Regions from separate parts of the Mus musculus genome. Here all the other regions are linked to region 2. The links are chromatin contacts, called in public promoter capture Hi-C maps. All regions are on one chromosome and are shown on one strand. The core of a region is the stretch at or near the end of the contact, and the rest is flanking DNA. Distances in the headings are between cores, read along the strand shown.

Region 1 (3,110 bases), core at 116-2,615, 600 kb after region 2:
TGTGTGTGTGTGTGTGTGTGTGTGTGTGTGTGTGTGTGTGTGTGTGAGAGAGAGAGAGAGAGAGATCAAAACATATTTTAGATAGCTTAATGAAAATGCATGCTATTTACTTCATTGACTTTTATGCTTTATGACGGGCATGCATATTAAAGGAAACATAGGAATTAAAGCACAAAAATACAAGTATATGTACAATGAAAATACAAAAGTAATGCACAAGCTATTTTTCTAGGACAGTCATCCATTCATTATCTGGGAATAATTCGTGTTTCAGGTACGTGTTAAGGATCCAGGCTTATAAAAGTGAGCAAATTGAAGTGACTGTAAAGAAACAAGAATAGATTCAGTGAGGGCAGGGGTATGAGCACAATTCTGGGCACATGCCTAGATTTTGGTTTTAATGTGGAGGTCCTCTGCAAGAGCAGTGAATGATCTTAACCTCTGAGCAATCTTTCTAATAATGAAACGATCATTATTATTTTTTTAAATCGTATTTTACCAAGATTTTATGTCAGCTGGCAGAAAATCTTGGAACACTGCAAGAGAGCGTGTAATTGGCTTTCAGCACCACGGACAGCACCAGAATCTCTGAATTGGTACTTGACCCTGTTTGATGAAGTTGGTTTTGAGAAAAAGACAGCAGATAGACTTTTTAAATTTCAAGTAGTTTGTGACTCAGAACTTCATAAACAATTGTAGAAAATTAAGCACGAAAAAAATAAGTACATAAACTAATATGTATTGAACAGGTCATATACTCAGCAAAACTTTGGTTTTCTAACTTACTTAACAAGTGGGGAACTTTGAATTCTGCTCCTACCCTCCCAATGAGGCCTTGCTTCAGACTATGGTATAGAACAATTATCACATTTCAGATTGCCTATATGGTTCGAGATGTTTCAGAAAGTTTGATTGACCGAGGTTTTTGTCTTTTCATAAATCCATCATTCTGTTAACAACAAGCTTATCTCTTAAGACAATATACTTCCTCACAAAAAGATAACCAATAATGACATGATTAATAATTACAATTAGTTTCATATAGCTCTTTTCCATAATGTTCTGAAAACTCAGATTTCATTTAAACATAATAAAAATAAATCAAACTCCAAATGTTAAACTACATTTTAAAAAACCACAAAGTATAATGACATTTTAGTGTTCAATTTGTAACTAACTAGAATAGTTGAATTAGAGTACATTAGAATTCTGAACTATACACCATTTAATCTTATGTGTTGAATGTTGCTTTGCCAAAGGAACTTGAAATTACAGCGATTCCACTTGTGGCCAGGAGATGGAGCTGTCATGCAAGACGCTCCTCTCCTACATTTATTTATTTATTTATTTATTTATTTTAATTTAGCATGCTGTTTTCTGACAGTGGGTACCATCGAGTGACTGAGTGTCAGAACAGAAAGCTAAGGCAGAAGCAGAGAGGATGCAGTGATCGCCCTGTCTTGGCTTTTTCTCTTTAGTAAGGATATTATTATCGCACATGTGAGATTTTACTTTCTGCTGTAGGCTGAATTCTAGAAACCTGCGTTGGAGACTGGTTATATTCAACACGCACATGGATTCTGTGCTATGAGTACCATTCCCTTTATTTCAGGTAAGCAAGCATGATTCTATTTTTGTTGCATCAGTGAATCACGATTCTGCCAAATGATGGCATTTAAAATAAGATGTGCTTTGTAATGTTGTATGCAGAACTCAAAGGCTCAAATGCTCTAATTCTGGCTGTTCTGCGTTTAAAAACCTTCCTATGCTAAAATGATCACTGGCTGTGCCATGTTGTATTTTCAATGTTTTCTTCGGCTTCTTAGCCTTTCATTTCTGTGGCTGTATTTGTTTAACATCAAAAGATAAAGCTTGCAGAGTGAGGGATGGGCCTTCTTCTCACAAGGGAAATACTGATGTTTAATGCGTTGAACAAATCATAGAGATGTAATGAAGCAGACTAACATGGCAGTGGCTCTGCCAGAGCCCACGGCTGAGCATCCTGGGCACAGTTTTAGAGCTACCTCAGCATCCTGAGCCCAAGGCCTTTTGAACAATTGCTGCTGCTAGGATGTTGGGATTCTTTATGTTTTTGTTTTAACCTTTTAGAACGGTATGCAAGTCACTGCTAGCCCACGAGTGAAGATTGATGTAATGTGTTTAATAGATTCCGAGTGACAGCACTGGACTCCCCCCTCCCCCCTTAGGAGGAGAACAGTGGAAACTAATTAATTGCTGGGGGAAAATGGATTATCCTTATCTGTGAAAAAAAAAAGACAGTGGGCATTTAGAATAGTTCCATTGTGAAAAGTGTTCACATTTTAAACAATTTTAGGTCACGTGATGTTAGCTAAAGAGTAGAATGACTCAGGAGGTGGAAATGGTAACAACCTTCCTTTTTATCCTGGTTCCTATGATTAAAGACTTTCTTTATGATTATCAGTAGAAGCAGAAAATGAAATATAGAAATGTCGTATACAAAAGCCATTGGTTGCCATTTGGCTCAACATTTGGATTGATTTGAATAAATTAAAAAAATAGGAATATTTTTACAAGATTGTTAACTGCTTCACTCTCTCTTGTTGAAAGACGTGTGTGTGTGTGTGTGTGTGTGTGTGTGTGTGTGTGTGTGTGTGGTGTAGGAGGCAGGCAGTGAGGGTGCATGCATTTGAGATGTTTCTATCTCAGTCATCATTTTCCTATAAAAAGGTAGTTATGCTATGTTTGAGGTTGTGAAATCTGTGAGTTTTCGGGATGTTTAGGAATACTGAAAAAATATTATTTGAATATGTAGAATCTATGACGAGTTTTCCGTTATACAGAGTTCAATAAATAGGATGCTATTTAGAATCACAGATTTTTATTTGGCATGTATCCATCTTCCATTTAGAGAAGAGCAACAGTGGCTGAGAGGTTATGTGGGTTTTACATTAAGTGGAATATTACACTCAGAGTTCCTGTTAAATTAAAAGCAGTAGGTAAGACTTAGGACCCTGATTGGCAGGCTTCAAAATCTCCTACAGCAATTATCTCCACTGTTAACATATTCCAGGCCTAATCCAGGTCTACTGATATTGACTCTGGGGGATGTTGGCTTGGCAAATTCTGTA
Region 2 (3,159 bases), core at 227-2,726:
GAGCATTGCTCAGGCTAACGTGTACCGCTTGGTGACAAGGCTAACACTCTATAAGTAGGTGTACAGGAAAGAGCAAGGATGTCGTGCCCATGGGTCAAAAATAAAATATGCCAATTACCACAAATAATTCTATACCACCTCCCCCACCCCATCTCACAGAAAAAGAAAAGAAGAAGAAGAAAAGCCTTGGGAGGCATTGACACTCCATTTCCTGTACTTAGGGCTTTCCTGAACACCAACACAGGCTACATCATGATTTATGCAAACATTACCCAGGGGAGTGTGCCATTTCCTGGCTCCTATTAAATTGACAAAATCTGTAAGTTACATCCAGTAAACTCATCCCCAGGATTTTTTTTTTACTCATCACTGCTGGAAGTTATGATTTATTAAATATAGATGTGGTTCATCTCACTTCGAATTTCATTCACAATGTTGCCCACACACAGTCTGCTAATTTTTCAAGTGCTTATAGATACAGAACACCAAGGCAGTCCTTCTGGGAAGGTAAGTCAATAGAATGTGTTAGCAGGAATGTAACGCTAGGCCACTGGGGAGTTATTTTAACTTGACTGAAGTCAGAGCGCTTTGCAAATCCTGACAAAGAAGCAGGAGTGGTATTTAGATGTGCGACTGCAAAAAGCCACGGATTCTTAAGCTCTTCTCGCCTTTTTCTTTCCTAAGTATGACAACTCCAAAGGCACTTAATGCTCATTGCTGTGGAGATGAGAAACCTTGGAAAGCCGCTGCCCTTTCCTGTGGAACATAAAGACGGCTCAAATGTCAACCCCTGCTCTGCCTCTCCCGGGTCCTTGGAAGACTCTATCTACGTGGGAGGTGAACACATTCAAGCTTGGATTTTTGAAGCCTATAGTGTAATAGGAAAAGGGCCACCCAGCAGCTGAATGTGGTCAGTCTGGAGTGAAGCCTTCTGGTTCACCCCAAAGGGCAAAGGTGAGACAGACCGCTCTCCACCACCCCGTGATGCTATTTATAACAGGGCACCTGGAGATCGTGGTGCCCTCCTGACCCCGCGGGATCTGGCTCCAAGGGAATTGTCTTCAGACACTTTCCAAACTTGGTCCGGCTCTGGGCACACACTCACCCCTGGGCCGCCTCCATACCCCAAGAGCGGATTGCTGACCCGGACACCACCACGAAGCTGCCTACCTGTCTATGGCACCGCGGAGGGTCGCATCGGAGGCGGGGGACAGCGCGTGCAGTCCGGGGACCTGCGCCGGGTCCTGGGCGTCTCCCTTGCCCTGGGCAACGCGGCACACCTGCACTGCCAGCGGCGAATCCTGGGCGCCTGCCCGGCCCGCGGCGCTCTGCCCGTCTTGCAGGGACGTGGTCATGGTCGTAGGCCAGGGGTCTAGGGAGTCATCGACCGCGAGGCGAAAGCTACGAAGGGCTGGGGGCGAGCAGAGCCGAGCGGTTGCAGGCAGCGAGCGCCTTGCAGGTGCGGTGGCAGGGCCGCCTGCGCTCACGGCCAGGGCGGCTGGGACGCGGTGGGGCGGGGAGCGGGGGAGGGGCGGGGGCGGAGGAGGAGGGTGGGGACGTAGAGGGTGGGGACCGGGAAGAGCGGTGCTGGGGGGCGGGGAGGATGGAGCGCCAGCCTGGCGGGCCCTGCGCGTAGCCCGGGCACTCGGGGGCGCTGGTGTCACTCTCCTGAAGCGTGGGGACCTCGACCTCAGGCTCCCTAAGTCCCACCGCCGCTTTCCCAAGTGGGTGACCCAGCACAAGGCTGAAAGTCCCGCGGGCCGAGTGCCACTCTGGGCTAGGAGGACCGACCTCCAATCTGCCTGGGTCCAGGCAGAACTGGTCCTTAGACCCTTCCGTGCCAGTAGGGCCACGGGAGATCACCTAAGCTGTGGCTTGATCATCAAGACAGACCCACAGTACTGGCAAACCAGGAGGAAATCTTAGGGCAATGTATTCTCCAGTCCCGCCCCCCACCCCGCGCTCCCTCCCCCACCACCCCTTTCCTTTTCCTCCGTGGCAAGAGATGGAGTAAAGTGAGGAAAAATCAGGGTTGCTGTCTTAGAAAAACTCCTTTGAACTGGTGAGAATTCTCAGTAAAACCTGAATGAATCTCAAGGTGCCTGGGATTATTAATAGAGTTTTTTCCTTGTGTTCGTTCTTTCTTTCTTTCTTTCTTTCTTTCTTTCTTTCTTTCTTTCTTTCTTTCTTTCCTTCTTTCCTTCTTTCCTTCTTTCCTTCTTTCCTTCTTTCCTTCTTTCCTTCTTTCCTTCTTTCTTTCTTTTCTTTTCTTTTTATTTATTTTTTATATTTTTACTTAGTTATTAATTAATTTTTTTTTTTTTTTGGTTTTTGGAGACCAGGGTTTCTCTGTGTAGCCCTGTCTGGCCTGGAACTCACCCTGTAGACCAGGATGGCCTCGAACTCAGAAATCTGCCTGCCTCTGCCTCTGCCTCCCAAGTGCTGGGATTAAAGGCCTGTGCCACCACTGCCCAGTTCTTTTCTTTTTTTAATGAGAGCATCTTTCTCATATTTTCCACATTCTGCCTTGCTCTCCTAACTATTCCATGAATCTACTACTTGCCTCATTTTATACATAAGAATATTAGGGTCCCCAAGCAACCCAGGGCAAGGCCCTGCTTAGCTCTTAGTTAACAGATGCACTCAGGATTCATCCCATAAGCTTCCATGTCAACCTAGGCAATGAAACAGTAGAGGCATTGTGTTCTTCCAGGATGCAGCAACCATACCCTGAAATCCGGACTTCTGTCCCTGCTTTTCATGAAGTATCCTACATCCTGTGCACCGTGGAGGACTTTCAGAGAGTTTACACACTCTTTGTTCTCTGACCAACTTAGATATCATCTGGTCCTGGCACCTGTTTCCCTAAGTCAACCTCCACTTCTTCTGTCCATGGCAAGATAAACATCCCTCCTGAAAAAGTGAGCCATCCTTGTTGTCCTGCTTGAGTATATCCCCTATCAGAATGTCAGCCCCAAACTCTGATGACAACTGGGGTTAAAATTGGCATGCTTCCTGGTTATAACCACTCCACGAACTGAGAACACTTGAGTCACAAAATAGGTAATAATCAACTTCTTCATCTTCCTAAAGTCTAAATTAAGAATTAAAACAGCATGAATGTCCATGACTGTGTGGAAGCTGTGGCTTCCAGGAGTC
Region 3 (3,443 bases), core at 92-2,591, 820 kb after region 2:
ACACACACACCACAAATAAAAAGAAAACAACCATCAATTCATGTCTTCTCAAGGAAGCTTTCTTAGAATATCTCATCAAATGACTGCAATCAGCAGCGAGTTTTACATTTTATATTAAGTGTGTGTGTGTGTGTGTGTGTGTGTGTGTGTGTATGTGTGTTCCCATGCCATGGCACTGGTGTAGATATCTGAGTTCAGTTTTCAAGAAGTCATTGTCTCTTTCTAATACATGGAGCCCGGGGATTAAACTCAGGTTGTCAGGTTTGGGAGCAAGAGCCTTTGCCCACTGAATTCTCTCCCTGATTCAATTAGTAGCGTTTTTAAATACAAAGAATACTGGTTTGCTTTATTAGGGTCTGTTGTTGTTCATTCGTTTAATTAGCTTTCTTGGCTACTTGTGATATCACTGGCCTTTAATCCCAGCACTTAGGAGGCAGAGGCAGGCAGGTCTCTTTTATGTTTGAGGCCAGCCTAGGTAGTTCACTTAGTGAGTTCCAGGCTAGCCACAGCAGCTTAGTGAGACCTCTCTTAAAGCAATTCCTCCCCCCCTCCCCAAAGCTGCATATGAATTTGCTTTGCTGCCTTAAATAAATCTAATCTGATGTTTTCCTCAATTGTTCTTTGATTCATGCTATGCCTTTCAGTTCAGAAGTGAAATGATTTTGCCCAGGGTTATTAGAGCAAAATTAGAGTCCAATTAGCCATTTTGGGGCTTTGCAACCAAGTGGCCGATGCCTCTTTAATCTTTAACAAGCTCCAGTATTCACAAATTAATGCCGCTATCTAAGGAATCGGAAGTTGTACAAACCACACAACTCCAAATTATTTGAATATTCTTCTACTCTGTTTGAAAAATGTGTATTCTGCTGATCTGGCCCCAGAACTATGAATAGAAACACTGCCAAGCAGAGGTTGTCATGTCACCAGTAAGAGATGTCATGCTTGATTCATTTCCCTTGGATCCTTTGAAAAGGCAATATTGATGGTCAGTCTCTTTCTCTGCCTATAACTCAAAACGTGCAATGAGGACGTGTATATGTTTTTTCTACTAAAGGGAAAAAATCAGTAGGGTGAGGGGAAACAGGCGATTTACCTAGGCTTTCCTCGGTGCTTGCTTTGACTTATGGTGGGCAAGGCATAGATTAACCCTGATTTCCTACATCCAAAACAAGACTTTTGACTCCAGCTGGCTGTTGTTTGAAATATTTTTCTTCTCTGTTCTGTCTCTCCATTTTTCATTTTTTTTCCCCACTGCCTTCCTCCCTCTGCTGCAGGGATTTGTCCTCTAAAAGCTCGAGGTGGGAGGGAGCAAGGACTGAGAGCAGGCAGGCGGCAAGAGCTGGAGGACGCCAGGATCTGGCTTTTGTTATTGGTTGGCTGCGGCCTGATGGATGAAGGGCGGAGTGAGCTCTTCTCAGTGTGTTCTGCTGGAGCCCAAGTACAGAGACCATATTTACAGGTAAGAGAAAAAAAAAGACGAAAAGAAATTTATTTTTCTTTTCTTTCTCTCTTTTCTTCTTTCTTCCTTCCTTTCTTTCTTTTTCCCTTCCTTCCTTCTTTCTTTCTTTCTTTTTTTTTTTTAAAGGGAAATGCTCGGTTCTAGTAGAAGCATCTTAGGGAATGTGGGAATCCTAAAGGCGCTTCCCGAAAAACCTGTCCCTCGAGTGACTACGGGAAGCCTAGATGAGCAGCTCTTGGGTTTGCAAAAACCCTTTTCCGATTTAAATACAAAAGGCACAAAACCCTGAGGAACTTGTCTTTTCCGGATTAGCCATCTAAGCAAACGCACAACGGACGGATAAAATCCTGTGTCTTTGTGTGTTTTTATCAGGCTGTGTTCATGGAAACCAAAGGAGGCATGAGCAAAGCTTGATAGATTCCACAGGTCCTGAGAAAATGGAGCCTTCTCAGAACATACTGGATTCAGTATGGGGGTCTTTATATTTAGGACCCAGCAAGGAGCTTATGATTTTTTTGTTTGTTTGTTTATAGTTTCTTTTAGCCTAGACTTTGAATGAACGATCTATGTGCATGCAAACCCTCTTCGTTCTGTGCATCTGGTGCCGAGTAGCTGCAGCATTTGTCAGCAAATGTGAAGCTTCCATGTGGTGATGAAGTAAAGATCTATCGGTAGCTGTCAACATGCACGGGACGGTTTTCCTTTAAAAGCACGGAAGCCTAATTGAGAAAGACGAGACTTTGCTGTGAAAAGTAGGGTCTGACCGACACGTTTCATTTATGCATCAGATACGTCAAGTTAAGAAATTCCACTACACACTGCTGGCAAAAGCCTCACAGCAGTTATGTGTTAGTACGCCTAAAGTTTTGACTTTACTAGCTGCTTATAATGCCTGGCATTAAGTTTTATTTTCTTTTATGAAAACCAGGAAAGATTTTTTTTTAGCAGTACGGACTAAATGTTATATTTATGGTAATAAAGATGGCAAAAATAATTTTATTCCACAACACTAGCTCCTCTGTAGATTATATTTTATAAGATCATTTAAGTCTGAGAGGAACTCATTACCTTTGAGGTCTTAAAAAATAGTACAGTCATGGACACATTGGCATCCAATTAATACCTGTTGACTGGAGTAAAACACAATCATAATAGTGATGTAAATATTTTGCTGCCTTTGAATGAATTAAAACTTACTAAGAATGACTGTAATTTCTAAGAAAATTTGGTCTTATTTTTGCTTTGATTTTGGAAGATGGGTGGTACAACCCTTTGAATAAGATGGTACAAACACAACAAATTCTTAAGAAATTAAACGGGAAGGAAATACTGCTGGATAGTGGGTAAAGATTACTCAAGTTAATGAATATTTCCTTTGAACTTCCTAAACATACTTAATATCTTTAAACAGATATTAAGATCAGATGTTATGTTGATCTCTCCTATGGTTTGTTTTGAACCATTTCTGGTTTTCAAAAATCATGACATCATGCTACAATTTCTCCCTGTTTTTCACTGTTGATGTTTCTCTTTAAAAGTAATTTTTGGTTTTTCAAACAAAACGATGATTGCAATTAATTCAAGTTTCCCACCCCCATGGAGCCTAAGGTGGTATGCAAATCTAAATAAATATTCAGCTGCTGGAATGTGGCACGGACAATCAATCAATGCAGTGATGTTTTCTTTTAAAAAAAAAAGGAATTATAAATTCTGAACAAAGCTACCTCTAGGAATGAAGGGGGATTGATGAAAATTAGAGAGCAGAGTTCCACATGGTTTTAAATTATTCCGTTGCCTTGGAAACCAGCTGCTGCAGATGCATTTTGCTTTCTTTAGCTAAAAATATCATCCTTTTAATAATCACTAAGGGAAAGGTTTTGAATAAAAGCAGAGCGTATTGTTGTTGCTTCTTATAATTTCCTTAATGGCTCACATATTTTGGATGGAGAGTAGATAAATCCTTTCTCCATCAGCATCTCCTATC
Region 4 (3,507 bases), core at 727-3,226, 540 kb after region 2:
GGAGTTGTGTGTGCACATCAGCTTTTCCCACTACGACCATATGTGTAGAAGAATAAGCAAGACAAGCAACCAGGAGAAGTGAGCATCCAAGCCAGATGAGCAGCTAAGGAGGCACGGCAACTTTAAAAACACAATCAAACAGGTAGCATCCAGGGTCCAAATATAAATATCCATTCATAAATGCAAACTAGTCCAATCAACCAGCTCTGGCATTTACAAAGCACGAAGTTACTCACTTTCAATCACCTGCAGGCGTGGCGGGTACTGTACAATACATCTGAGCCAATTAGCATTTATTTCTGAAAACCCTTTCCAAGAAAACATTTTTCTTTACATCCTATAGTCAGTCGGAGCTCTGAAATATGTGAGACAAGGGCTTTCTGCTGAGGCAGACACTATTTTGAAATGTTTTAAGGGGGAGTGTATTGCCTCCCGATGTCATTTACTGAGTGAGATTGCTTGGTTTGTTCGCCAACATGATGAGAAAATATACTTCAGGTACCCCAAGGTATTTTTTTGTTTGTTTGTTTGTTTTAAGGCCCTTTGTTTAGTACCGACCAAAGCCTGGGTTGATATCACGGGTCTGTATTTCTTGCAGGACACACTGCTCAGAATAGATTAGATGTAATATTTCCATGCAGATTCTCCTCACAAACACTAATGGCTTCATCTTTGTCCTCACAAGAGACATTACACTACCTATTGCACACACACACACACACACACACACACACACACACACACACACACACACACTCACACACACTCACACACACACACACACTCACACATGAGAGAGAGAGAGAGAGAGAGAGAGAGAGAGAGAGAGAGAGAGAGAGAGAGCTTTGTAATCTTAAAAACTTGTCTTTCCACTACTGCCTGTAGGTCTTCTGCTAATGTAGCAGTGTGATCACTGAATGGAACATTATGAGTGTGGTGTAAAACATTTCAGTGACAGGCACAGACTCTACACAATGTAAATTATTCTCATTTGGTCTCAAGTGAGTTTTCCTGGTGATTGGTAGTAATAGTACTGATAATAAAAACCAACCATGAAATGTTCCAGGAAGGAAAGAAACCTACCCAGCTCTCAAGCTTCTGGCTGTTAAAAGGTAACAAAACAGGAGGGTATGGGACATACAGGAATTCATGGATCATTTCACTTTTACCAAATCAAATGTATTTTAATGTTACTCTGGGTGGTCTCTTTCCCTCTATGCTGATAAATTTCTAAGAAAAATAAGAATGTCTAAATAGCCAAACACCCTTATATATTGATATCACTGTCTGTATATGGCTTCTCCAGAGCTTCTAAGTAAATAAAATTAAATTGAATTTAAAAAAAAAATAAAGCACAGAAAAGGTAGCTCCAATCTCACTGAGCATTTAATGATTTAAAGATGCCGAATAGGCGGTGTCGTCCTGAAATCTAGTGGGTTGACATTAAGTCTAACAAAACAGATGTTCTCTCTATACAATGAACCCCAAACATCTGTTTCTTTCACAGACACACACTCCTTAATTCCTAGTCTGTATTGTAAGTCACCATTTCCAGACAGAGGCTGTTTCCTTTGAAAGATAAAGGAATAATAGTAAGCAGTTTACAAATCAAATGATACCTTTAGTTCTTATAATTTACATCTAAACATTAGGCTTTTAAAAATGGCAGCACGGGGAGGATTTTAAAATGAGAAGATGATCTGGTGGCTAGATTCTACGGTGCAAATAATTAAATGTTTTGTCAGCTTACCTGATGGAGAGCCTTAGGAATCACAGCTCAACAAAGGACAGCATCCAAGATGGTTAGAATGGAACGTGCCACCCCCAGTAGTTCTTCAGATTTGGGCCACAGGGATTTGCAAATTACATTCAATTTTTTTTTCTTGCTTTCTCTGTGGATATGAAAACAAAGAGACCTTTCCAGAATCCTTTCTGCTTATGCCTCCGCTTCCTGTTCTGAGATTCACTCTATGATACCCAACATATATCAGAAAACGGCCCTGGAAGGAAAAAAAAAAAAAAAAAAGAAAGAAAAAGAAAAAGCTGGCAGCATTCAACGTGTTACTGCCATCTACTGGCAGACACACGCCATTGCGCAAACGACAAAACACTCCTATTATTCTCCATCTCTTCGGAAGGCAGGAGGCAAACCTGTATGGAAACATTATGAATCATGTAAGGGCCCCACGGTGACAGCAGAGAGATGATGGAGGCGGGGGGGGGGGGTGGTGGGGGGTAACCTAGCTACCACACGAGTGTGCACAGTTAACCTTTCACGCCTCTTTATGTATTTACTTTTTAATTTTCTAGTTGTTTGATTAGGAATCACAGGTTTTCATAAAATCTTCTCTAAGTCTGCTCTTCCAAGATGAGGTCCCCCTCCACACAAGGTGAAAAATCTGGTTTCTTAGAAAATAGTACAACATATATGCAGATGTAAACTTTTCATATTTTTTATTTCTTTCTTTTGTTTTGGTTTTGAAGACAACCTCTGATCTGAATACCTTATTTATTTATTTATTTATTTATTTATTTATTTATTTATTTATTATTTTTTAGGTGTGTGTGGCATATATATGTGCTCCTTTAGGGGGTGTGTATGTGCTCATGAAGGGGCAGCGTAGGTGGGGGTTGACCTCAGGGGTCTTCCGTGATCTACCTCTAGCTCAGCCTTTGAGACATTAGGGCAGCAAATGCTTGCGACATTGAAACAGAATCACGTAGTCAAAGGGAAAATGACTTTTGTGAGTTGAGGGGGCTCTTAACAGCAGTTTTTGGTTTTACTTTTCACATTTAGAGAAAAATTATCTCATTAAACATGGAATTAGACTGAAGCAGCAAACTCCCCGCCTCTGTCCCCACTGCTGGGGTAGAATCAGCACCGTAGCAGGCCTGGTCTTGGACGGTGAGGATTTTTTAAAAAAATTCTTATTGATTCTTTGTGAATTTCACATCATTAGCCCCAATCCTACTCATCTCCCCATCCCTTTGTATCAGCCTTCTGCCCCTGCAACATCTCCCAAAAGAAAGAAAGAGAGAGAGAGAGACAGAGAGAGAGAGAGAGAGAGACAGAGAGACAGAGAGACAGAGAGAGAAAGAAAGAAAGAAAGAAAGAAAGAAAAAGAAAGAAAGAAAGAAAGAAAGAAAGAAAGAAAGAAAGAAAGAAAGAAAGAAAGAAAGAAGATCTCTCACCTTGGAAGCTGAGGTGTGTCATTGCAGTGAGTCATTGGTCTGGTTCGAGGCCTCTGGCTTCTGCTACTCCATCAATCCTGGATCCTCACCGGGACTCCGCTCAGATATCCTGTCGTTGCCCTATAAGGTGGCGATCCTGCAGCTTGGATCTGCAGGACCACCCAGTCCTGCTTCAGCTGTTCATAGGTAGGGTAGATGCTCGAGTGGGTCAATTCAAAGCACGGGATCTGGGCCTGGGTGGTAGCTGAGGTGGTCAGCCCACCGGCTCTCCAGGGCCCATACCGTCAAGGCTCGCTGCTCTGGAACCCTTGGGAC

Evidence for each region. Promoter capture Hi-C pulls out the DNA fragments that hold promoters and counts their contacts.
Region 1: a contact with region 2 is called in a promoter capture Hi-C map of pre-B cells, with 5 times the contacts expected there. The contact joins the promoter of Scn2a here to the promoter of Grb14 in region 2. A contact is called at or near these places in 9 of 39 promoter capture datasets (the 3T3-L1 cell line, the C10 cell line, cranial neural crest and 5 more).
Region 3: a contact with region 2 is called in a promoter capture Hi-C map of pre-B cells, with 4 times the contacts expected there. The contact joins the promoter of Csrnp3 here to the promoter of Grb14 in region 2. A contact is called at or near these places in 2 of 39 promoter capture datasets (hippocampal neurons and pre-B cells).
Region 4: a contact with region 2 is called in a promoter capture Hi-C map of pre-B cells, with 9 times the contacts expected there. The contact joins the promoter of Scn3a here to the promoter of Grb14 in region 2. A contact is called at or near these places in 8 of 39 promoter capture datasets (the 3T3-L1 cell line, 3T3-L1-derived adipocytes, hippocampal neurons and 3 more), 1 of 15 datasets of contacts at CTCF or cohesin (large pre-B cells), 4 of 484 Hi-C or Micro-C datasets (the N1E-115 cell line, cardiomyocytes, large pre-B cells and 1 more) and 2 of 9 other capture datasets (adipose tissue and liver).

Annotation. Positions count from the first base shown.
Region 1 is chr2:65,619,404-65,622,513 of GRCm38.p6, forward strand. Scn2a (sodium channel, voltage-gated, type II, alpha) reads left to right here and starts at 1,366. Exons shown (of 27, transcript NM_001346679.2): 1 at 1,366-1,612.
Region 2 is chr2:65,021,290-65,024,448 of GRCm38.p6, forward strand. Grb14 (growth factor receptor bound protein 14) reads right to left here and starts at 1,477. Exons shown (of 14, transcript NM_016719.1): 1 at 1,171-1,477. The coding sequence starts at 1,355.
Region 3 is chr2:65,844,426-65,847,868 of GRCm38.p6, forward strand. It overlaps Csrnp3 (cysteine-serine-rich nuclear protein 3), which reads left to right and starts at 1,342. Exons shown (of 7, transcript NM_153409.5): 1 at 1,342-1,459.
Region 4 is chr2:65,565,516-65,569,022 of GRCm38.p6, forward strand. Scn3a (sodium channel, voltage-gated, type III, alpha) reads right to left here and starts at 1,977. Exons shown (of 27, transcript NM_001355167.1): 1 at 1,751-1,977. All of the region lies in intron 2 of Gm34833 (a long non-coding RNA gene), which reads left to right.